Linked DNA regions of Mus musculus: regions 1, 3 and 4 are each linked to region 2. A link is a contact called in public Hi-C and HiChIP or PLAC-seq data. All regions are on one chromosome and are shown on one strand. Each heading gives the region's core, a stretch centred on a gene start, on an enhancer-like site or on the middle of the called end of the contact. The rest is flanking DNA. Distances are from core to core; before and after follow the strand shown.

The links. HiChIP or PLAC-seq counts read pairs in DNA pulled down with a chosen protein or histone mark. A called contact is a pair of places that touch in the nucleus more often than the background predicts.
Region 1: a Hi-C map of tail fibroblasts shows a contact between it and region 2, with 2.7 times the contacts expected there. The contact joins two enhancer-like sites. A contact is called at or near these places in 2 of 484 Hi-C or Micro-C datasets (adipose-derived mesenchymal stem cells and tail fibroblasts) and 2 of 115 datasets of contacts at active chromatin or transcription factors (the NIH/3T3 cell line and fibro-adipogenic progenitors).
Region 3: a contact with region 2 is called in a CTCF HiChIP or PLAC-seq map of the NIH/3T3 cell line, with 9 read pairs. The contact joins two enhancer-like sites.
Region 4: a contact with region 2 is called in a CTCF HiChIP or PLAC-seq map of the NIH/3T3 cell line, with 12 read pairs. The contact joins two enhancer-like sites. A contact is called at or near these places in 1 of 15 datasets of contacts at CTCF or cohesin (the NIH/3T3 cell line) and 1 of 115 datasets of contacts at active chromatin or transcription factors (the NIH/3T3 cell line).

The regions. Positions count from the first base shown.
Region 1 is chr3:146,991,359-146,997,465 of GRCm38.p6, reverse strand. No RefSeq gene overlaps it. Among named protein-coding and RNA genes, the nearest start is that of Gm29771, 100 kb to the left of the region's middle. Within about 2 kb of position 2,900, at least 20 of the 459 cell types and tissues checked have an H3K27ac peak or open chromatin away from gene starts, as enhancers often do. A contact at or near this core is called in tail fibroblasts, where this site is marked.
Region 2 is chr3:147,442,728-147,448,232 of GRCm38.p6, reverse strand. No RefSeq gene overlaps it. Among named protein-coding and RNA genes, the nearest start is that of Gm37041, 17 kb to the right of the region's middle. Within about 2 kb of position 2,037, at least 49 of the 459 cell types and tissues checked have an H3K27ac peak or open chromatin away from gene starts, as enhancers often do. A contact at or near this core is called in the NIH/3T3 cell line and tail fibroblasts, where this site is marked.
Region 3 is chr3:147,852,213-147,858,604 of GRCm38.p6, reverse strand. No RefSeq gene overlaps it. Among named protein-coding and RNA genes, the nearest start is that of Gm40173, 69 kb to the left of the region's middle. Within about 2 kb of position 5,069, at least 37 of the 459 cell types and tissues checked have an H3K27ac peak or open chromatin away from gene starts, as enhancers often do. A contact at or near this core is called in the NIH/3T3 cell line, where this site is marked.
Region 4 is chr3:147,820,574-147,826,314 of GRCm38.p6, reverse strand. No RefSeq gene overlaps it. Among named protein-coding and RNA genes, the nearest start is that of Gm40173, 100 kb to the left of the region's middle. Within about 2 kb of position 1,589, at least 18 of the 459 cell types and tissues checked have an H3K27ac peak or open chromatin away from gene starts, as enhancers often do. A contact at or near this core is called in the NIH/3T3 cell line, where this site is marked.

The DNA.
Region 1 (6,107 bases), core at 1,651-4,150, 450 kb after region 2:
TCTTGCCTCAAAGAACCAACTGAAAAATACCATCTGCTAGCATTTCCTCAACATCTAGAGCCCATACCATGGCTTTGAAAGTCCCAGGTTAGTCTCTTCTTTCGCCCTTCATCCTCATATGAGCCATCTTTAGAGACTTCCTGTGCTAGCCTCACGGGCCTGCCTAGACTCCTTGACAGGCCATCTTGAACCACCCCAGTGCCTCTATGACTCTGGGATTTCTTCTCCTGGACTTTTGGGATTCACAGAAACAGGTGACTTCTGCTTTGTGCTACATTAATACTTGGGTGGACTGATTGCTGGTAGATTAGAGAATGTGAGAGAATCACTGAAGATATAAAATTTGTTATAGTCTGAGATAAATATATTAAAATGGAAAACAGCTTAGGGTCCTAGTTACCATTTTTATGTTTAGAATGGTAAATATAAGAGGATGTAGAGCCCCAGGCTGTTAGAGAGCCCAGAGTAAATGTCTCTTTGGTACACTGGCCTTTTTATCTCTGATTCTGTGTGTGTATGTGTGTACATGTTCCTCTATGTGAGCGCAGACTCACAGATGCCACCATGTGCACGTAGAGGTGAAAGAACAGCCTTGACCTCTGTCTCGGCTTTGTTGAACACGGTCTCCGTCGTTTGCTACATTTTCCAGGCAAGCTGTCTTAGGCCTCTAGGGATTCCCCACTCTTCACCTCCCACCTACTCCTAGAACTACTGCCCTTACACATTTCTGCCCCCTGGCTTTTTAAATTATATGTCTGGGGATTCAAACCAAGTTTATCACACTAGTGCAGCAAGGACTTTGCCCACTGAGCCACCTCACCAATCTGGATGGACATTCTTAATGCATACCTTTCAACACAAACTCTGGGAAGTAGACTACAGTTTGCACAGAAACTTCTACTAACACCTTTAAAAATACATCTTAATTGATATAATTTAGTTACATGTATTTCAACTACACTCTGCCCTCTCTACATTTAAAATTACACAACGTTTTTCTAAATGCAGATTACACATATTTTTAATCAGGAGTTTTTTCCTCCTCCTCCTCCTCCTCCTCCTCCTTCTTCTTTTCCCTCCCTCATGACCTCCTCCCATGTCAAACTAATGAATTTACAAATCCATAGAAAGTGTGGTGAGTCATTCCTTACTGACGTTTTTTTTTAAGATCTGACCTTACCCAGTTTGAACTGAAATGCATTGCAAGCAACTCCTTCCTGCTGTTGTCTAGAAATAATATGGGTTTAATATTTCGTCCCTACAACCTAAAGACGTTGCATTTTATTAGAACATGAAACCCTTAAGTGAAAATGCTTTCCCTAATATTAATGTACAAAATCCAGCAAAATTGCTAATTAGAGTTAATTATAATTAATTGTTCAAAAGTTCAGAATCCATGCCAAGTCTCGGCATTGCCATTTTATTCCAGTGTCCGGTTTTTTTTTGTTTGTTTGTTTGTTTGTTTTGTTTTGTTATTACATATTTTTTCATTTACATTTCAAATGCTATCCCCTTTCCTAGTTTCCTCTGACAGTTCCCAGTACCTTCCCCCCATCCTGTTCCCCAACCTACCCACTCCAGCTTCCAGGCCCTGGCATTCCCCTGTACTGGAGCATATAATCTTTGCAAGACCAAGGACCTCTCCTCCCACTGATGACCGACTAGGCCATCCTCTGCTATATATGCAGCTAGAGACACAAGCTCTGGGGGAACTGGTTAGTTCATATTCCTCCAATAGGGTTGCAGACCCCTTCAGCTCCTTGGGTACTTTCTCTAGCTCCTCCATTGGGGGCCCTGTGTTCCATCCAGTAGATGGCTGTGAGCATCCACTTCTTTATTTGCCAGGCACTGGCATAGCCTCACAAGAGAGAGCTAGCTATATCAGGGTCCTGTAACCTAAATCTTGTTAGTATATGCAATAATGTCTGGGTTTGGTGGTTGTTTATGGGATGGATCCCCAGGTGGGGCAGTCTCTGAGTCCTTCCGTCTCAGCTCCGAACTTTGTCTCTGTGTGTCTGTTGTTTATATTCAAAATCAGCCTTACATTAGCAATGCTCATTATGGTCTGAATAGGAAACATGCCACAGGTTCGTGTTTGCACACTTGGGCCCGAGCCAGCAGTTCTATTTGGAAAGGTAATAGAAACTTGCTAGAAGAAGGATGTCATCTGCAGAGGCGGGGTCAAGATTTCAATGCCTGGCCTCCCATTTGCTATTGTCCCTGTGCTTCCGGCGTCCTGCACTGTGTGATTGGACAGCTTCCTGTTCCAGGTTCCCGTTCCCCCACGCAGCCTGGTCTTTCCTGCCTGTTGCCGTGTCTTCCAAGGGATGTGATATGGAACTGTAAGCCCAAATAAACTCTTCATCCCATAAGTGGTTTCCATTAGGGTATTTTATCCCAATAACAGAAAAGAAATTAATACAGTATCGAAATCATCTTAAGATTTCCAGTTACATTGTTTTCCAAAAATGGGATATTATATACAGTCATTTGTTTTAAAACAAGATAAAAAATTAAAAGCCATCATTCTCACGTTTAAAACTCTTCCTTTTTTACTGCCCCACCCCCACCCCCTAAACTTTGTTATACCAGATGGAGAAAATGTGTCCCGTTGAAAGCCATTTCTGACAAGCAAAACAATGTCAATTTTTAGAAACTCGTAAATGCAAACCAGAAGTGAAAACCTAGTGGAGAGACGTAGTGTGCACAGAAAATATCTAAAGACAAAATTCGATGGCTATAGGATGCCTTATCAACAGCCTTAATGTACCCCTAATTAATCACAGCGCCTCCTCCATCAAGTTCAGAGCAGGTAAAGAAATGGGTTCTTAACAGGCGTGTCCGTGGGGCTTCAAGCGCTTTCTGAGGGATGCGCCATAGGCAGGCCTTTCTGTAACGTAAGCGTATGCTGCTCTCTGTTGGCGAAGGAGGAGCACTGTTCGACTTGACTGCCGGTGGAGTTTGTTTTTTCCAACTTTTTCAAAAGCGGGTTTTTTTGTTAAGAGAAACAGTCTGTTTGGATACCGCATTCTCGGTGCCGTTTGCACACATTAAAAATGCTAATTGCTAACCTTAGAACAGCTAGTAGTGCCTGAAATAATTCTGGGTTTCTAAATTGATGTGACTCGAAGCCAATGGGAGTATACACGCCAATGTGTTCATTTATAGACTCCAGGAAACTCCATTTTGTAATAAACCGAGTACCAAATAAAGGGAGGCGCGGGAAAGGCCCTAACCGCGTGGTCTTGGAGAAACGATCGCCGAAAGGTGGAGCCTTAGCAAGGCTCCTAAGTGCTTCGTCCACTTTATTTCATAGGGGGGAAAAAACTGATCCATTACAGAGCAAGAAATTGTTACTGGATAAGCATAAGTAGAAGCCCAAAACCTTTTGTGATAATCAGTTTTCATTTCAGGAGCAGTGCTGAGCTGGAAACAGCTGGGACCAGCTTGCCAGAATTAGCTGTGTACAGTGTCCACCAACTCTATGTTCAATACCATAATTCTGTCAGACAAAATCTGTCATGGTAGGAGTCTAATAAACACGATATAAATCAGCAAACACTTAAATAAGGATTTTGTCAGAAAAAGAGAGAGAAAGGAGCGAGAGAGAGAGAAAACATGCATATCATGGGCAGAAATGGTTATTAAGCATTTAGTAACGCATCTATAGATATATAATAAGGTCTGAAAAGGAGACATTTTCTTCTTACCAAAGAAAACTTGTAATTAGCAAATTTTTGTTAAGCACAATGGCTATAAACTCCGAGGAAAAGCTTTCTTAGAAGACACCATTCCGGATGAAACACGGTATAACTGTTCGTGGTTGTACAACCACAAAGAGGCCCCTTTGCCCCTTGCTTTTAGACGAGCACAAATCAAACAGGTCTACATGCTTCATTGTCAGGAAAGAAATTGTGCGCAAGTAACATGTTCTCTCCCTAAGTCAAAATCTATCCCCACTAGGTTGTGTTTTTACATTCCTCTCCCTCCCTCCCTCCCTCCCTCCCTCCCTCCCTTCCTCATGTGTGTGCATGCTTATATGTATGAGTTGCATGTTGTGTGTGTGAGAGAGAGAGAGGGAGGGAGAGAGAGAGAGAGAGAGAGAGAGAGAGAGAGAGAGAGAGAGAGAGAGAGAGAGAGAGCACATTTGTGTATATGTGTGTGGAAGCCCAGCTCTGGCTTTGGAAATCATCTTCCACAGCTTTTCCATCTCCTTCACTGAAGCTAAATCTCTCAATCAAAATCAAGCCCTCAGCATGGCTCGTCTTACAGACCATCTTGCTCTGAGATCCTCTCTTGCCTTCTTCTAAGGCTAGACTTAGAGACAGTCCACCACCCCCACTTGGTCCCTATGGGTTTCTAGTCCTCATGTTGAGCCATCTCCTCTGTCTCGGTGTCTTACATCAGCTCTCTAAAATAATAGAGGCTGGGAAATTTGGGAAATGTTACGACACCCAAATATCACATCTTCAAGCACATAACCATGGCAAAATGCTTGGGTATGTTTTTGTGTTGCATGGGATACAGGTAGTAAATGTTTCATGATGACAATATGAAAGTAAAAGTTTGTTCTTATTCAACAATGATGTTGTATAACTCTCCACTACTATATGAATTTCATGCACCAAGAGAAGGGGGAATCCCAGAGCCTTGTGGAATTCTCCTTTCACCAGACATTTACACAGACTAATTTAAAAAACAACTCAAGTGCAGCCTCCTGTCTCCAGGGCACACACATTTTACTTCTAGAGTATATACATATACATATACATATACATATACATATACATATACATATACATATACATATACTACATATACTACATATACTACATATACTACATATACTACATATACTACATATACTACATATACTACATATACTACATATACTACATATACATCATATACATCATATACATATACATCATATACATATACATATACACATAGCTTTTTGATGTCTTATGCATGCTAGAGGCTTGCTTAATGCATTCACAGTGCACATCCAAGAAATTTCTGAGTCCAGTATAGCTTCCACTATGTAAGGAAGATTATCAGAAAGATTTGGATTATTACTTCAACTTCAGCTCTGCCTTTGTTCCCAGGACTCACTTGAAGATGTTATACATCAAGGTTACTGTTCTGTTGGGAAAAAAACCTACTATCAATTAATGATTTTATATAAAAATAATGTAAACAGACTCACTGAGAGTTCAGCTAAACAGTTCCACCAATGTCCCTATCAGTGATAAGACAACTGAGCAGCTGACCGACAGCACCAGCCGTTGAATGCAGAAATGGGGCCTTTCAAATCGCTCTCCGTTTCCTCATAATGAAAACCAATAGCAAAACTGTGTTGGAAATGAAAAGATGCTAGAAAAGATGATCACGGAACACAGACAGTCACTCACTTGCCACTTAAACCTCAAAATGAAAAGGTATCTGGCGATAGAAGGCCATTCCTAGTGTTATTGATGTGAGGACAGAAAAATCATCATATCGGTAGCAGAGACAGAAAGAATCAACACCAGGCACAGCACAATCAATGAGAATGCAGTTTTCAGCGTTACAAGTCATTAAGTTGAAGCTGTGTGAGAATCAGTTTTAAATACAACATATAATCAGAATCTACTGTGAAGCCACATAATAAAAATAACTTTCTAAAAACTACGACAAGTCAATAAAGGTGTTGATTTAATAAACTAGAAAGTCTGACCCTGGGGAACAGCTTCTTTTCGAGGCTCCTCATCAGAGAGAATAAAAACAAAACTATAGCTTACTGAGTACACAGGTGTACAAATAGATCTTCCCAGAACCCCTGTGGGCACGCCAACCATCACCCCATTTTACAGATGAGGAAAACAGAGGTAAGGCACTCACTAAGTGCCTTTCCAAGGAGCTGCTCTGGGAAAGTGATAGAGTAGGATTTGAACCCAGCCTTACAGCAATAGCATTACACACTTCTCATCCATGTTAAAGATAAAACTACAAAACCCAGAAATTTTTGCCTCATTCTGCTGCCTGCCCCTAATCTACAGTAGTGGACATTAAGTTTTGCAGTGTGCTAAACCAGTTGCCTAGGACCAATACATAATGTCTTCAGA
Region 2 (5,505 bases), core at 788-3,287:
ACCAACAGCCATTACTCATTTGTCTCCTGAATATTTCTCTCTTGATTTCATTTATTATTCCAATCTGGTGATTTGCCCCTTTCCTGGATCGCCGCAATGCCTCTTTCTCCAAGCTGCCTTTCTCCATTCTGATCTGAAGTCCTGCCTTGCTCTGTGCCCAGCAATCACTTTGTTGATTACCTAGAAGCCAGTGGAATCCCATTGTTTTGTTTTCTGTTGTTTATATTATAACTCTATCAAACTTTTTGGAGACCCTGTATAGCTACTGGTTAGTGTTGCAGTTCTTAAAAAAAAAAAAAAAATTATCCCATATGGTACACAGCAGATTTTGAGAGAGTTTTGTGAATGAATGAATCCTGAGCTCTCTCAGCCAAACAGGTGACTCCTGGCCTCACTGAGTCTTTTATCATTCCATAAATTAAAGAAGGAAACGTAAAGCACAGAGGTCCATGGCAGCATGCATGAATAAACAAAAGAAACTTTGGAGCAGAAATCAAGTTCAAAGCTGTCTAACTTCAACTGTCTGTTTCCCCTTCCCTCCTGTTCCTTCTGCAGCTGGGCTCCATTTCACATGCTAAGGCTGCCCATTCCACAGGGCTGATGAGAAGAGCAAGACACCCCATATTGTTAATAAGTGGAAAATGCAACAGCAACCTCTGCTGTCTTTTAAGGAGAAAAATACTTTTAAATAACAGAGGACAGGTGACTCCTATTTAATTATCTAGGACTCCCTCCCTTACGCTAAAGTTTCCCCAAGAGGCAGCGGCTGTATGAACCCCCCTTAAGCTGATGTCCCACGTGTGTGTGTCATGATCACAGTTGCTTCCCTACTGATCTCATAGGCTGACATTGACAGTGAAAGTATAGTCCCAGTAGATAATGAAAAGAACAAGAGTGAGGGGTTGAGAAGCCAATAATTCTAAGTGCCATCAGCCTACCATTTAGAGAAACAACAAAAGAGGCAGGGTAAAGTTCAATTTCCCTCTCATTAGCCCCAATTAACAGACTGAAGGCTGTTTGTGTGCAACAGAAGACACCTTATTGTTTATTGTTAGCTTTCAGCAATTGAGAGATGAAGAATCCCAGTATTATAGTTAACAGGATAGCAAACAATTTATCCAGAAACAAATATCTACAGTTTCTGTCTGTTTTATGGAGCAAATAATGAGTTTAGAGAAGTTTTGTCAGTTTAAGAAGAAGAAGAAGTTCAGCAAAACACATAGCATTTGGAGTTACCTTAATCAATAAAATCTAACAAACATATGAAAATTAAGACAGCAGTATTAATTGCAAAAATAATATCACTAATTCTACATGCTCTTGACTACTGCACTGCTAATAACTCTGAGTGTAATCTAATGCTGTTCAAACAAGGGTACTCTAAAAAACTGTGGTCCACAATTTATACACCTGAGAAGGATCAAAGTCCAGTGTTGAGAGAGGGCCTTGCTCTCCTTGCCCATCCCTCAAGCCAGTCACAGAAATAACCTATGCACTGTGAGGGCTCCTGGTTTCCATCCCCAGGACACGTCAAAAATTTCAAGTAAGAGCATAAGAGATGGCTCAATGGTTAAGAGCACTGGTTGCTCTCAACAGAGACTGGAGTTTGGTTCCAAGCACCACCAACTTTGGACAGTTTCAACTGCCTGTAACTCTAGCTCCAGGAGATCTGAGAACACCCTCTTCTAGACTCTGTATCACAGTCCACATCCAGAAAGCCGACACACACAAGCAAAAATACATTTAAAACTCTTTTACTAATAAAAGAGTGGGGAGGAGTTGAGAGAGAGAGGCATCATGCTTAGACTGAAGACAACTGTTTAGCGTGGGTATCCTTAATGTATGGAATCACTCGTCAGGGAGGGGGCTGGCAATGGTGTTTCGCCTTGGCTTGCCTCGCTTCTCATTAGATAGCCAGCAGTAGCTTTCACCTGATTTTTAGTCATCTTTTTTTCTCTTTAACCAGATTTCCAGTCAACTCACATGGGCTGGCCTTGACTATCACTTTCTCCGCTGAATTCTTTCTTTCCTAACCGACATTTTGTGGTTAAACAGATGAATTCCAGATGTGAGAAGAATCACTCACATTCATAAGGAATGCGATCCTGACTCATTAAGGGAAAGATGCCATTGCTTTCTGGCTCCGAATGCGAGATTGCATTTCCTAGACATGAGAGGGAATAGTGAAACTTAACCAGAGCCATAAGGGATACTTCCTGGGTCACCAAGAAGGTCATCACATGAGCATACCGTTTGATCTCCTGCTGGGGTCCATATGCCTCATTTTCATGCAGTCCTGTGGGCATCTTCCACGTCACACCTTCCCTGCTGCTTAGGTAGACCACCGTTGGCACCTGAACGACTTATCTCACTGATCTCATCCTACGGATGAGCAATAGAATCCTAGTTTAAAGTATTGAACTAAGATAAAGACCCAAGAGGAGGGAGGAAAGGTGTGTGCATGCCTAGCACCCACCAGGAAGTGATTACGGTCCTCCAGCAAGCAGCCAGGCCTGAAGAAGGGAGGAGAGGAACAACAGGTCTCAGATGCTGCAGCACCAGCTGCCCTGGTAAGGCTGGGAGCAGCCTGGGCCTCCTCTCCTAAACAAGTTGTTCAGAGTTCAGTCTCTGTGCTCTCCAGCTTCCTGGAACTCGTACAGGCTAGTCTTGCTCAGAGTTCTACAGCCAGGTGTTAATTTCTCACTTGTGGGCAAACTGAAGATGCCCTGGAGAGTGCCCAGGTTGGGAAACAGACTTCTTTCTTCTTATACAGTTGTCTTTTCATGCAATTCAATATTGAAAATATAAGAAGATATTGAGGAAAGAAATACTAATTAAAGCAGAACAGCATCATTTCCAAGAGTGTGCTTTTAACTGGCAGCAACTTTGCTTTGTTACCCCCGCTTTGAGGAATTAGACAAACAACCCCAGAGAACCAGTGAATACACAACAAAACATCCACTGACAGGGCCTGACTCACAGTGAACATGTGCCTATGGAGAAGGTCATACACCAGAGCCAGACCACAGCATGACCGAACGTGTGCTTTCCTAAGGCCAACCTGATAATTCTGTTTAATTAAGAGTAAATACTTTAAACATGGTTTGGGCTCACTGTATTTCTCTGTATTCTGAATCCCATTGTCTCATTTATATACACTATTAGGGTTTTGTTTTGTTTTGTTTTAATGGGACAAGGCTATCAGATAGACCTCTGCCGAGACTATGGGCATGGGGCACAAAAGCACTCACAGGGAAATGAATTGTGGGAATTTATCCCCACACAGCCAAAGTGGGGGAAAGAGCAATGTCCAGTGTCTCAGAGGATGGTTCCAGTGAAGGACACTAAGGATTTGGTGGAATGGTCAAACAGAATGACCCACTCTTGATGCTTTAAGTGAATATGAACATGCCCGTTAACCAGACAATGAATGACTTAGATATTCCACTCTTTCCCGTAGGCCATGTCCCAGATTGGTTTGTTTTTTGTTGGGGGTGGGTGTTTTTGTTTGTTTGTTTGTTTTGATTTGTTTGTTTGTTTTTCCTATTTTAGGATCTACTGGATTGCTAGGAAATAGATCCCCGAGGCTTGGGATGGCATTGTGGGAAACCTGCGTCTTCTGCTTTGTTCTTTTATGGCCCCTGCTGCACCCTAAGAGCAGGTGCTTTGCATTAGGCTGCCCAAGGCCAGCGGGGCCTGGCTTTATTACACTTGGGTAAATAACAGTCACTGTTGTCATCATAGTTTTCCACACTTTCGGAAAATGTCACTAGCCACACATCAGCAGGGTTCTTTGTCTAATTCCTACAGCTAAGGTGGCAAGAAGGTTATTAGAAGTAATAGCAAATTTAAACTTTTATTAGCAGTAAACTGCAAAAGCTAATGGTGATGCCAACACTAGATAAAATCATTGTCACAGTTAATTCTGAACTCCTTATTTCAAGCTTAATAATAGGAAACTCAATGGAAAGGATATTACACGCCCCATATCACTCATGAGTGCCGCAGGCCTGAGTAACTTGTTATTTTGCTCATGAGTGAAATAAAATGCAGATTATACTGCCTGCTATCAGGGGCATTGTTTTAATTGAGGATGTATGCATGGAGATGAGGGGGATCGAGGAACGGCTCGTTTTTTGTAAATGTTTTAAGAACATTCTCATTTATATCTGTGACTCTGTGATTCACCTTCGTGCTACTTGTGAGTGTGTGTGTGTGTGTGTGTGTGTGTGTGTGTGTGCGCGCGCGCGCGTGAGAGAGAGAGAGAGAGAGAGAGAGAGAGAGCTTTTAAAATTATTCTTGCCTAAGATGCAGAGAAACAAATATAAGCCAGGGAGAAAAAAATGGTAGTTGTGGGTAGTTTTCTCATCTATTTCTGCAAAATGTCTTCCTCAGTCAGCACTCTAGCCCCTGTATCTCCAGCCACTCTGTCAACAAAGGCAAACAATGGAGTATTTGTGCTGCCCTGCCTGTCTTAGTCCAATTGTGTTTGTCCCACATTTAAACACACACTCATGCACACAAAATCACAATCACAGACACATAGACATACTAGCACCCACAGTCACACACACACTCACACACACACACGCTCACACACACGCTCACACACACACACACACACACCAACACACACACAAACACACACACACTCACACACACATGCATGAACACATGGAGAACCATTCTTATTCACATTGATTGAAGCTGAAATTTTAATATATCTACAACCAAACTCACTGTTTTGTCTTTAACTTTCAATATTCTATTTGAAAAATTTCGTGATGATACTCTATCTGGACAAAGCAATGAATGGTTCAAAGTCGAAGCAATTAGTAATTCATGCCAATTTGACTTCCACTGAGAGTGGAGAGCTACAATACTAAAGGCTGCAGCCTGCCTAACAAAGGTTTTACATAAATTAAGGAATCAGGAAGGGGTAAATGAAAGCAGTTAGATCTCTGCTCCATTCTTCTAGTTTGAAAAACAGAAAAAGAAATCTGAGTTTAAACCTCTCATTTTTGTGATCTGAGTTCTTCCTAGCAGACAGAAGTAGCTGCCTGGTTGCAGTGCTGCTTGATTGGCTCAGTCAATGCTGCCCACCCAGTGCAGTGTGTCTCACTTTCCATTGTCTCCTCACTGCCACTCCTGTGTGGGGCTTCAGTGTGCAGGGAACATCATTACATGGTATTTCCTATTATCCATAGCTGTAAGTTGATTGAGAAATGTGTATGTTCTCAATAAGATGCTGCCATTAGGAATAAGTCCCATTCAGTTCAAGAAAAACGAAACACTGTGTAGCTAAATTACAAACAGTCCTAAATTCCACATATATTATTATATAATTACATATTATTATTATTACCAGGAAGAGGAAGTTCAGAGCTCTGATTATGTAAGTGCATACAAGTGTGCAAGATTGCTGCAGACATTGATGCACGCTCTACCTAACTCCACTTATTTCTTCTTCAGACACTCTATTCTTATTTTTTTGAGAACAAACAT
Region 3 (6,392 bases), core at 3,820-6,319, 410 kb before region 2:
GTTAGTTATGCACTTGAGAACAGGGAATCTCCACTATAGCATATAAATTACAGATAGGCTAAATATTTATATAAGCAAATCAGCAAAACCCCTACAAGAAAATAAAGTTATTCATGTGAAAGTGTCGAGGGTCATGGATCTGAATCTAGGCATCCTAGAAGAAAAACAAAACAAAAGGAATCAACAGAGTTTGTTTCCAAAAGTTTAAGATGTTCCTGCAAGGCAAAGTACATTGTAACGTTAATTTCAAACAGCGCTTTTATTTATGGGGAAATATTTACTACAGCTCTAAAACACTCCCTCACTATATTCTATTGCCTATATCACCAGCACAAATTGAAAATTAAAATATCTCAATAAAAGTAAAAAGTATAAGGAAATAATTCAGAGACTTTGAACCATATAAATTATGCTTGGTTTTACTAATATATAAATACTAATCCAAGTAAGAGTAATGTTTTTTTTAATCAGGATACAAACAGAAAGCGATTTATCCACCGGTACTTACATTTATAAGGAGTTAACATTTTTAGTTAGGGATAAAACATAAACTTTATCTGACACGGGCTCAAATGAGTTTTTAAGGCTATTCATTAAGCCAATGTTGACCGTACTGAAAAATGAGAAGCAGTCTCTATGCCCATCCACAGAGACTAGCTCAGCAGCCATTGAGATGGTTCTGTGGTTCAGTTAGCTTCTGTGAAACTTGATGACCTAGCTATGATCTCTGGGATGCCCATGATAGGAAGATAACTGGCTCGAGCAAGCTATCCAAGACGTCCTCTTAACGCTGTGGTGGTTACAGCATATTTCTCCTAAATAAACAAATAAGTGTAATTAAACACTTTTAAGATTGTTTGTGTGTGTTTATGAATTTATGCATGAGTGTAATCCTTTCTTGGGCCAGAAGAGACAATCAGATCCCCGGAAGCTGTTCACACAACCAGTTGTGAGCTTCCAGATTTTGGTACTGGAGACTTCCTTCCTCTGCTAGGAGCAGTGTGTACTTTTAGTGGCTAAAGCATCTCTCAAACCCTAAAGTCTTTAAAAGAGAGGCTGGAGACAGAGTAACAAGATAGATAGTTGCAGGCAGAGAAGAAAATGTCATAAAATCATGACAAAGAGTATGCTCTTTACATTTTTAGTATATATAGCTATCTATCAGATAAACCATCTCCCCTGAAGTTCCAGAAAGCCAGAAGTATATAGCTCAGTATACCTGACTTCTTCATGTGTAAAATTTTGAAAGACAAAGCTAATGTTTAAGTCACTGAATTTTGGGGTGTTTCGGAGTTGTTTTTTAAAAGAAAAACAAATTAGCCGCTAAAAAAAATGACACAAATTTATGTTATGCTTTAGACATATAAACTGTTTGTTATTGGAAACATATATGGATGTGAAGCCTAGCCCAACTCTACTGTGGAAATAATTAAAGTTAGTATATAGCAAATGCAGTGAAGACTTGGGAGCTTAAAAACGAGGCAAAGGATGTCCTGTTCTGAAAAGCAGAGAGACACTTGTGAGAAAGCTAAATATAAATAGCACATTTTACAGAAAGAAGGAATTATATTCTTCTATCCGTCTCAAATACAGACTCTTTGTTCCTGGAGACAGAAGGGTAGCGGGGTCTCAGCGGAAGGGTGAGTTTGAGCAGGGTCACTGGAAACTCTTGAATAGTGTCTCTGAAGAGTCTAAAAGCATTCAAAAATCAAGCACTGGAGAGGACGACCTTGCAGAGTCCTTCCATGTCTGAGATTCTCCACAAAGCCCGGCTTCTGTTCCCTAAGCTAGTTCAGGAATAACCTGCTAATTCACCGAGGACGCTTTAGTTTGTCAGTGGTCTTTTGGGGTGGGACATCTGGAAGGGACACTGCATTTCTGCAGATGGAGGAGGGAACTGGAGCTGAAGCAATCACAGTGGTGTCTCACTCTGCGTCGAAACATGGAGGGTAAGAGTAACCGAGTGCCCAAGTGTGAATTAAATAGCTGTGTGCTAATGGTAGGGGGAAAAAAGAGTCCAAGAAGACAGTGACATCCTTGCTGTTTGGAAAATGATCTCATTACACATACACAGTATTCTACTCTAAATAGTACTGTGTATGAGCATCTGGGCCATCTGTACCTGTTACCTCCCTTCTCTCTCGCACCTCTATGCTCTCACAGCAAAAAATCACCAGTGCTTCCCCTCTTGTAGAACTCCTGTAACCCACGTGCGAAGCTCAATTACTCCCCCTAGACAAGGTTTTAGGTATATACAGAATCTCTTCACAAGTCCCTTCTCATCAATCTATGTTTCCTTGTTACTCATTTCTAATTCTAAGCCCCACAAGCCCCTAACCCTGCAAATACTCTCTACTAATCTAAACATTCATTCATCATGAGTTCTCCAGCAAATTTCCTCCTGTGAATATCTATATCTATATCTATATACATATACGTTCAACCTAACAATTTTCTAGAACACTACAAATATGTCATCAGTACTTGGAAATTTACACCTAAGTTTAAAATCCTTCTTTCAAAACAGAATGAATGTAACACTTAGAGCAGGTTAGTATCAAAGAGTATTGTCTTCTAGCCTTCTCCTTTTTTTTTTTTTTTTTTTTTTTTGGGGGTGAATTGCTTCTTTTTTTATTAAATATTTTCTTTATTTACATTTCAAATGCTATCCCGAAAGTTCCCTATACCCTCCCTCCACCCTCCTCCCCTACCCACACATTCCCACTTCTTGGCCTTGTCGTTCCCCTGTACTGGGGCATATAAAGTTTGCAAGACCTATGGGCCTCTCTTCCCAATGATGGCCGACTAGACCATCTTCTGCTTCATATGCAGCTAGATACACGAGCTCTGGGGGTACTGGTTAGTTCATATTGTTGTTCCTCCTATAGGGTTGCAGACCCCTTCAGCTCCTTGGGTGCTTTCTCTAGCTTCTCCATTGGGGGCCCTGTGTTCCATCTTATAGATGACTGTGAGCATCCATTTCTGTATTTGCCAAGCACTGGCATAGCCTCATACGAGACAGCTATATCAGGATCCTTTCAGCAAAATCTTGCTGGCGTCTTCTAGCCTTCTTTGAAGGACAGTAGTTAGCTGGATATTTGGGGCAGAAATTTGATTTTTTAGCACTCTGCTTGCATACCATTCCAACTTTAAAAGTCTGTTATTGTTTACTTAATTTCTGACCAAAACTTCCTATTGAAAAATATTAGTATGACCACTGTAAATAAATGAAAAAAGCTGAAAAGGAGAGTAACCTCAGAGGTATCCAGCAGACTCAACTAACCCAGACCCCAGGGAGCTCCCAGAGACTGAGCCACCAACCAGGAGCATGCATGGGCCGCTCCAAGGTCCCTGGCACAAATATAGCAGAGGTCTGCCTGGTCTTGTCTCAGTGGGAGAAGATGACCTTAATCCTTGAGAGACTTGAGGCCCCAGGGAAGGGGGGTACCTGGTGGGGCAGGCACCCTCTCAGAGCCAGTGGGGAGGAGGAATAGGATGAAGAACTGTGGCAGAGGTCACTGAGGTAGGGAGAAACGACTGGAATTAAATAAAGAAAATAACTTTTAAAAAAAGACATGAAAAAGAAAGAGAAATAACACTATAAGCTCATTTCTACCCCAACTCAAGTTCCTTCCCACCTACTCACAAAGATCAGTGTGCTGTCACAGTCAGGAGAGCAGAGGTGTTTGCTTCCAACTCTGCGGGGGAACACCTCAGCAGAAGTTGCATTTCAGCCATCTTTCTAACAGTCTTCTCTATAGGACTCATTGGTGTTAATATGTGACTGATTAAAGAAAAGCCATCAGGGTGAATTTGAAAAATCTAATAAAATCCCTACTGTTAACAAAGAGTTTCCCACTTATTTTTATGAGGAGAGATGTCCTACAAAATACTTTGCATGCATTCTTTCATTCATGTTGTCTTTATAAGAGATATTGTAATGCCTTTATAAAAATAGTAATGTGGATTGTCATAGGCTGCATGCTATAACAACACATTAGTTCTTTAATCTAGCTAAAATATAAAATAACAAAGGGCTAGCTTTTAATTATTTACCTAACATGAGTCATGTGTGAAGATTCTGAATAAAATCATTGAGAAAAACTAGAAAGAGCTAAACATGTGTCAAGAATAATTTACTAGAATATGGATTTTAAAGTGGAATTAACATGGTCCATGAAAACTTATGATCATAAAGAATTAAATATTTTTGTCTAAATAGGAGAAAATTTAGAAATATCACAATGTAAAAGGCTCAAACATACATACTCCATATATTATTCTTTCAAACTAATAGTTAAAACTCAAAAGAGCCCAGCATTATTTTTATATAGCTATCTACCAGGTACTTCATCATATAAGACATGAAAGCCAACCGTTATTGAAAGGTTTTTTTGAAATACATATTTCAAGTTTTGATAATAGTTACTATAAGAAGGGATCTTCAAATTTTAGTTTAATTGTACTCATCATTATTTTGTGTATTGTATAACTGATAGATGATTCTAATTCTTAATCTTATTATTTATTAATGGGTTATCATTATACACTTGTAGGGAATTTCTTCACATCTGCAATATAGCATCGATAACAAGCTTTCCTAAGCACACCTGCAAAACAGCAGAGCATCAAAGCTGAAACAGTTTGTGATTCGCTGAGTTAGACTTTGGGAGCACTCACTGTCTACAGTTCAGGTGGCCTGTGAACAAAAGGTGTTTAAAGGACCTTGAACTTGCACATGACATCCAAAGGGAAAGGTAGAATAACAGGGCTAAAATGTAGCATTTATGACAGTGTGTTCATCACCCTGACCGTCCCTGATTTCTTTTTCTTTCCTTCTTCATATGTATAAGGGTTTACACAAACACCAAGCACCAACCTGCCTATAATGGTAATCCAGCAAATGCACAGAATCAAACATTGACTCTTCAACTTGGGCAAGATTACACCAGTGACTGCACAGTGCAGATAAATGCTCAAAGCTGTGGACTGCACAAGCAGGGCAGATCTAGAGCTTGCTGAACTGCGGTTGATTCTTGTTGGAAGGAGGCCAACACTCCCAAGGACGTTGGCTTGCAATCCAACCAGTGATGTCACATGAACTTGGTCTTTAGTGGCGGCTAGAATTCCACAGTCTTGCATGTGTGTTGCAGTATCTTTGTGTAGCACAGAGGAAATCAGACTGCTGGCTTTCTGTCCTTTGTTTCTTTTAGGGTTTCGACACCCATGTGTCACTTGACATTCTCCATGTCCAACAAGCCACTATTACTGTCTTACTCTGGTATTTTATAGTCAGTATGAGCAAGGCTACCATATTGCCTACTAAGTAGCATTAACCATTGGCAATGGAATTAAAAAGAAGAAAATGGAGACAAAGGTATCTTCCCATTTGAAACTTGTTCTGTTAGGAAAACGAGAGGGGGGAAAACAACCAACTTTAATTGTAACCTCAGAAACAATTTAAAAGACAAGTATAATTTAGCAATGGGAAGCCAGAGAATGTGAGGCGGAGTTGCTTTATGAATCAGACACAGCTCCATATGGAACCAATTTCAGAGATCTAGAAAAAAAAAGGGCAAGTAACAATGTAGGAGGCAGAGGGAGCAACTACTGAGTGATGTTATGCAAGGAATCTCAGGAATGGCCTTCTTACAGAAGCAAAGGAAGTGAGATCTATGTAAAACTTCAAGGACTATGTTCTGATAGAGAAACAATTGAACTGTTGACTTCCTCATAGGTATTTTATTGATTAGTGCACCTATGAGCACCATGAGATGGCCAAACACAGAGGAAATAAGTCTACGGTTGATATGATTCTTCTTATGACATTAAGCATGTGGAGAAAATTGTGAAAGAGGAAAAGGAAATGTTGATGAGTTCCTTCCTTCCTTCCTTCCTTCCTTCCTTCCTTCCTTCCTTCCTTCCTTCCTTTCTTCCTTCCTTCTTCTTCTTCTCTCTCTTCTTTCTCTTTCTCCCTTTCTTCTTTCTTTTTCTTCTACTTTTCTCTATTTCTTTCTATCACCATCACCATCATTATCATCATTGTTGTGTGTGCTGGGTATTAAATCTATATTCTTGCAAATGTTAATGGCAGGCATGCTCTACCAGTGAACTACACACTGAGGTCTAAATTACTTCATCTCAAAAAGACTTCTTTCCAGCACATGGTCAGTTGCCTTTAATATCCATTGAATATATGAGCTTCAATTCCTCAGTGTTCATCTCTTTGTAACCTCTCCTTTATCTTTCTGGGTCATGTTCTTGAGTGCTAAGATTATAGGTCTGTTTGTGCCATTAGGATTGATTTCTGTTTATCATTTTATTTTCTTATTCACAATACTACTGGGTATCAAATGTCTTCAAAGGAAATCCTTCTTTTAATTCATTGATTC
Region 4 (5,741 bases), core at 340-2,839, 380 kb before region 2:
ACCTGTCCTCTTCAGCAGCCCAGCTCTGAAGGCTTCCTTAGGCGTGGACTATATTTATACCAATGTAATGTGTTACAGTTTGAAATACAAATAGATTTTCCTGTTCTTGATGACCATTGTCACACTTTTTAAAGCAATGATGTTTTCTCTTTCTATTTGTGAATATTATTTCCCCAAATAGCCATCCATTGATGACATATAGAGTTGTGTAGAGATTAAAAGACAGGCTTTGGAAGTCAAGATCAGTGTCCTAAGTTAGGTTTCTACTTGTTGGCCCCATAATAAGCTAAGTTTGTGAACTTTTCTGATTCCTTACGTTTTGACTAGTAACATATAACAGTACAAGCAACCTTACCAAATTGTTAATATAATGATACATATTGAATATTTAACCGTCTGGTATGGAGGAGTTATAATTGAATTAAGAATACAATTTTAAGGATCAGCAAAGGGGTATTAAAAATCTTAGAAATCAATATTAAGAAAGAAGGCTATATTATTCAATAAACAAGTAAAATAATAAAACTGGAGAAAGACAGCCCGTATCTTCAGATCTAAAGGAATCAGATAGTGAGTCCTACAACCACTAAGAGATAAAAAAAAAAAAAAAAAAAAAAAAAATCACAGTAACCAGTTTGTTTCATTTTCAATGTTAAAAGAGGAGTATAACCTAGGAACATGCTTTTGAGTGTTGAAAATGAGGAGGAATGTGGGTCAGGAAGTCTTTGGGAAGATACCAGCTATGCAAAGTGGCTGGAACAGTGCTTCAAGAGGAAGCCTGAGTGTTCTTGACCTAGAGCAGCAATCATGGGACCACAAAGACAAAAGTACACATTGCTGGAGGTGGTAGAAAGCTGCTTTTTTTTCTCACATCTACAGAGCAGCCAGTAACTTTAGAGGCTATTTTGAAGTAAGACCTAAGAATTAAACCTACTATGATGAATGAGACTGAATTGGGCAAACGGCTAGGATTTAATGTTCACTGCATCAGTTCTTGGAATCACCCTAGGCTAAAAATGCCTGGCTTTAAGAAAGACTTCAGCTTTCTTTTAAAAAATAAAATAAAATAAATAAAAAAGAAAACAGAAGAAAAAGACGGCTTTGGAGAGATATGTAAGGAGAAAATGTGATTGAAATAAATATCTGTCAACAAAATTCAACCCTGGCAATGTGTGAAGGTTTTAAGGATCACTGAAAGGGGTTATACCACTACACACTCACCAACCCTTTCTCCTTCTTGCGTTTTGGTTTAAATTAAATGGAAGCAACAGAATGGGAAATCAATATTTTGTTGTTCCAAACAGTGCATTCACCTTGGGGGCATGGTATTCATGTAATTCTGTTGGGAGGTTCTTTTGAAAGGGAGTTGAGAATGACCGGAAAAATGTTGAGAGCGATCAAAAAGCCACCTCCCAGCACAATCTTGTCTTTCCAAGTGAAAGTCAAAAATTTTAAAAAACAGGGACCTTTATTGAAGCTGACACTATATGGCTTTAATTTATGTCTGAAGCCTCAGAGAATTCCTGCCTTAAAGCCCTAAATGCATACAAGCCCTATAAAACTGAAACATTGTAGTAGAAAGGCATACTTTAGTCTGAAGGTCAAATTCCAGGTGTCACCCAAGGTCAGTGACTCACTCCCCTCCACCATCCTGGTATGTGGTAAATTTCTAAAGTTCCCACAGGCATTCTTAGGAAACAAAGATATGCAGAAGATAGGTTAAGGTTTTTAGTTTCTAAAGCAGAGTTGAGCCCAGAAATATCATTTTCCAATAGCCTAAGGAATTCTTTTAAATCATCCCACCAGGAAACATCCTTCAGTCATTTGTTCTTCTTTTTATTTATTCAACAAGTCACTGATTATTTCTTTGGCCTAAATATGTTTCTTGTTCTCATTAGAATACAGCTGAAATCCTGAATGGACACACCTTGCTTTGAGCCCTGTTTTAACTTCAGACATTCTCCCCAGCAATATAATATCTGCAAAAGATTATCATCTTAGAAGAAGCTTGTCCTTCATTATATCTGCTTCAGAATAGGTGTGCGAGGAAACAAAGCCTTTGATACTTAGTCTCCACTCCACTAGCCATGGTGGCCTGTGTTTTCTATCCCTAGTTCTTTGTGGCTGTCTCAGGAAAGTAAGCAAAAATTGAAAGCTATTCTGAGTGATACCGAGTACTAATCTCAAAAGGAAACTAAGCAAAATATGAATAAGCAAATAGAAAGAAAAAGGAATATCGATCAATGATAGAGGAAAGCATCATCAAACATTGTTTGCTCAATAGCACTGAGACTTATGGTGGCCCCTGGGCTGCGTAAGTCTCTTAGTTGGAAGAATGAAAGAAAGCACTAAGGAACTCAATTCCTTCTTAAGAAGATCAGGGACACTGGAAAGAGATGTAACAGTAGGGAATGAGAGACTGATGGGAAATGCCAGGCGTAGCATTGTTCTCATAGATAGCTCTTGCCAGGGCCTCAAGAAGACAAAACTTGTGAAAAGAAGAAAACCAGCAAAACATTTCCTGTATCTCATTCAGACCCCGTACCTTCCCTGAGTTTAGTGGCAACACTGGAAATCTAGTGCTAAACCCTGGGCCTCAGCACTCCAGACTTGATTTAGCTGCCAGCTCTCCATGTTACTTGAATACCGAGTACTCAATAGATAATGATATTAGAAGCAAAACTGCAGTTTTCTTAGTAGGTCTGCACTTGGCATACTGCACTTGGCATACTTGGTTGGTGCCAGTCTACATAAAAGTCAAGAGAATTTTCATGTGGTCCTGATGCTGGCTTCAAGTTCCTGCTCCAGTTAATTTTCATTGGGCTTCGATGTGACTTTAATTTTTGAACTTTTGCTGGGGAGTGATCCCAAATCCTACCTTTTAACCTCAAAACATACACCAGAACAATATTGAAAATGGAATGTAGAGGAAGGCATAGATCTATTATAATGAGTTTGTCATAAAGAGTGTCCTACACAGAACTGGAGTCTGTGTTTTTGAGATCCCTGCATTATCATTGCTTTCTTATCAGTGTTCCCTCTTTTGGGCTGGCAGCAGGAAGGGAAGATAATAGCAGTTAAGACACAAGAAAACCTCTATTTTCCCACAGGACTGAATATGGAATGGAAAGTGCGATCAGATAAAAACGGAAAGTGTGTAGAGTGGTGAAATAGTTTTGTCAAAATTATACAATTGACTAGTTATTGATATTTGAACTACAGTTCAAATATGTTAATTCTTGTATGACAATTCTCTGCCAGTTATTCACAAATGTCAGCCTATTGGTTAGAGACATGTCAATCTCAGTAGAGCATAACTTTAGGTATGTCTAAAAGGATACTTGCAGAGAGAACTATCTAAGAGGGAAAGACATACCCAGAATGTGGGAAGCACCATCCCCTAGGCTGTAGGGTACAATGAAGAGAAAGGCTTAAAGGATAAGAACCTTAGCACAGACAGGCATTCTCTCTCATTTTTGCTCTCAGCATCTTCTTTCTCTCCATACTTTCTCTCCTCTCTCTCCCCCTTTCTCCACTTTCTCCTCTCTCTCTCTCTTCCCTCCTCTCTCTCTCCCCATTTTTCCCCTTTTCCCTCTCTTCCCCTCTCTCCTTTCTCTATCTTTCCTTCCTATGTATTCTCATGTGAATTACTCAACTCTGTCTTGTTCTCTCCACCATGATGAACTGAAATCATTAAAGCCATGGACCAAAGTAAATATTTCTTTCCCTTAAGTTGTTTATCAGCTGAGTGGTGGTGGTGCTCGCCTTCAATCCCAGCACTTGGGAGGCAGAGGCAGGTGGATTTCTAGTTTGAGCCCAGCCTGGTCTACAAACTGAGTTTCAGGACACTCAGGGCTATACAGAGAAACCCTGTCTCAAAACAACAACAACAATAAAAACAAAAACAAAAACCAAACAAACAAAAAAATTAAGTTGTTTATCAGGCAGGTAGTCATTGTGATGTAAGATTTGATTAATGGCAGATAGTCATTTGGTACCAGAGAAGTTTAATTATTATGGTTATTGTACCCAAACAAGTAGTTGTTAAATCCTGTTTCAGATTTATATAAAGAGTGTGAGGAAAACACTGAAGAAATACTATTGTCATTTGAATGTGAATTGTCTTCCATAGGTTAGTGGGTTTCAATACTTAGTCAGTAGCTGCCAGTGCCTTTTGGCGAACTTGTGAAGATGTGGGGCAGGGAGCATGGCTGACACAAAAAGGAATGCCTGGAGGATGAGAATTTGAAGATGAAGTCTGCATCTTGCCTCATTTTCTACTTCTTCATCTTGTAGGAGATCAACAAGTTATGCCAATATCTCCACTGCCTCTTATGGTGCTGTCCTTCCACTTCACACCATGACTTCTCTAACATGATGAATTGTTCCCTCAAAACTGTGAGTCTAATTAAACCTATCCTCTTTTATATTGCATTTGTTATGTATTCTCTCACTTCTATGAGAAAAGTAACTACCACAGAAAGTTGGTTCCAAACACTGGGCTACTGCTTTCATAAATCTATGTGATTTTTGTGGCCTTGCAACTGATACAAGGGAGGAAGATGGAAGAATTTGGAGCTGTGAATAGAGAATGCCTTGAATTCTCTAAGTAAGTGAAGTTAATTATTCTGATGGGATTTCAGAAGACCAGAACACCAGTAGAAATGTAAATAGTGAAAACTATATTCATGTGGTTTCAGAGAAGCTGTCTTTAGCCATGTAGTGTGTATTTTATAGTTATGCAGAATGAAAGAGTTATGGGTTCATTGAGGCATGTACCAAGTTTCTGGGAAAAAGATTAGGAGGTTTGGCAGTGTATAAAAGGGGCAGTTTCCATGAATGAAACTTCTTAAGGAGTTGTGTTGTATGTGAAATTTTGAAGATTGTAGTAAGACTCTGGGATATTGGCGAATCTAGGGACATAAAGTAGTCACTGAGGAAAGCTAAGGTTCCAAGAAGAGTGAACCCAAGACACATCGGCATGTATAATGGGCAGCAGGACCACTGGAGCTCAGTTGATGCCAACACAGACTGTGAATGCTGGACATAGAACTACAGGTTTGATAGTTGCCTGGCCCTTTGCTAATGTGGGTCTGCCCAGGTAACTCTGCATATTTTTCATATATCAAAGTCCTAGCCAACTAAGCTACTGATTCTTCTGGCAGAAGACTATGACCTTCTGAGTAATGCTGGTTAGGCAGCCATGCAAAATACAAGAGTGGTAGAGTCTTCAAGACTTTGTTTTGATTTTAAAGAATATGTAGGAGGTCAAACAATATGTAGCTAGGGAAAACCAGTGAGCATACCTTGTCCAGACTGAGCAGCTGTCATGTCAAGATAGGGTAGAGACCCCCAAGAAACTGGAGATACCAGGAATGTGGAACACCTGTTAAAGAAAATTGTAAGCATTATGTATGTGGAGCTAACCCAAGAAATGGACCAGGTGGTTACAGCAGGCAAGGAAATGGGATGGTACTCCCATAGCTTGGTGGAGTTCATGGAATGGCACCATATGCTATGGACACCAGCTGGAATTATAGAACTTATGTTTACTGTGGTGATTGTGTGTCTTGCCTTTCTTTAATCCTTCCTTTTGATCCCACCATTCCTCCATTTATCATGAGACTACTTACTCTTTCTTATTGAATATTGGGAGTATGTATGTGTTTTGGGTATTTTATGTTTTAAAGAAGGCACAAAGTCACACTTGGGAGTGATTGAAGATGTCAATGATCCTGATG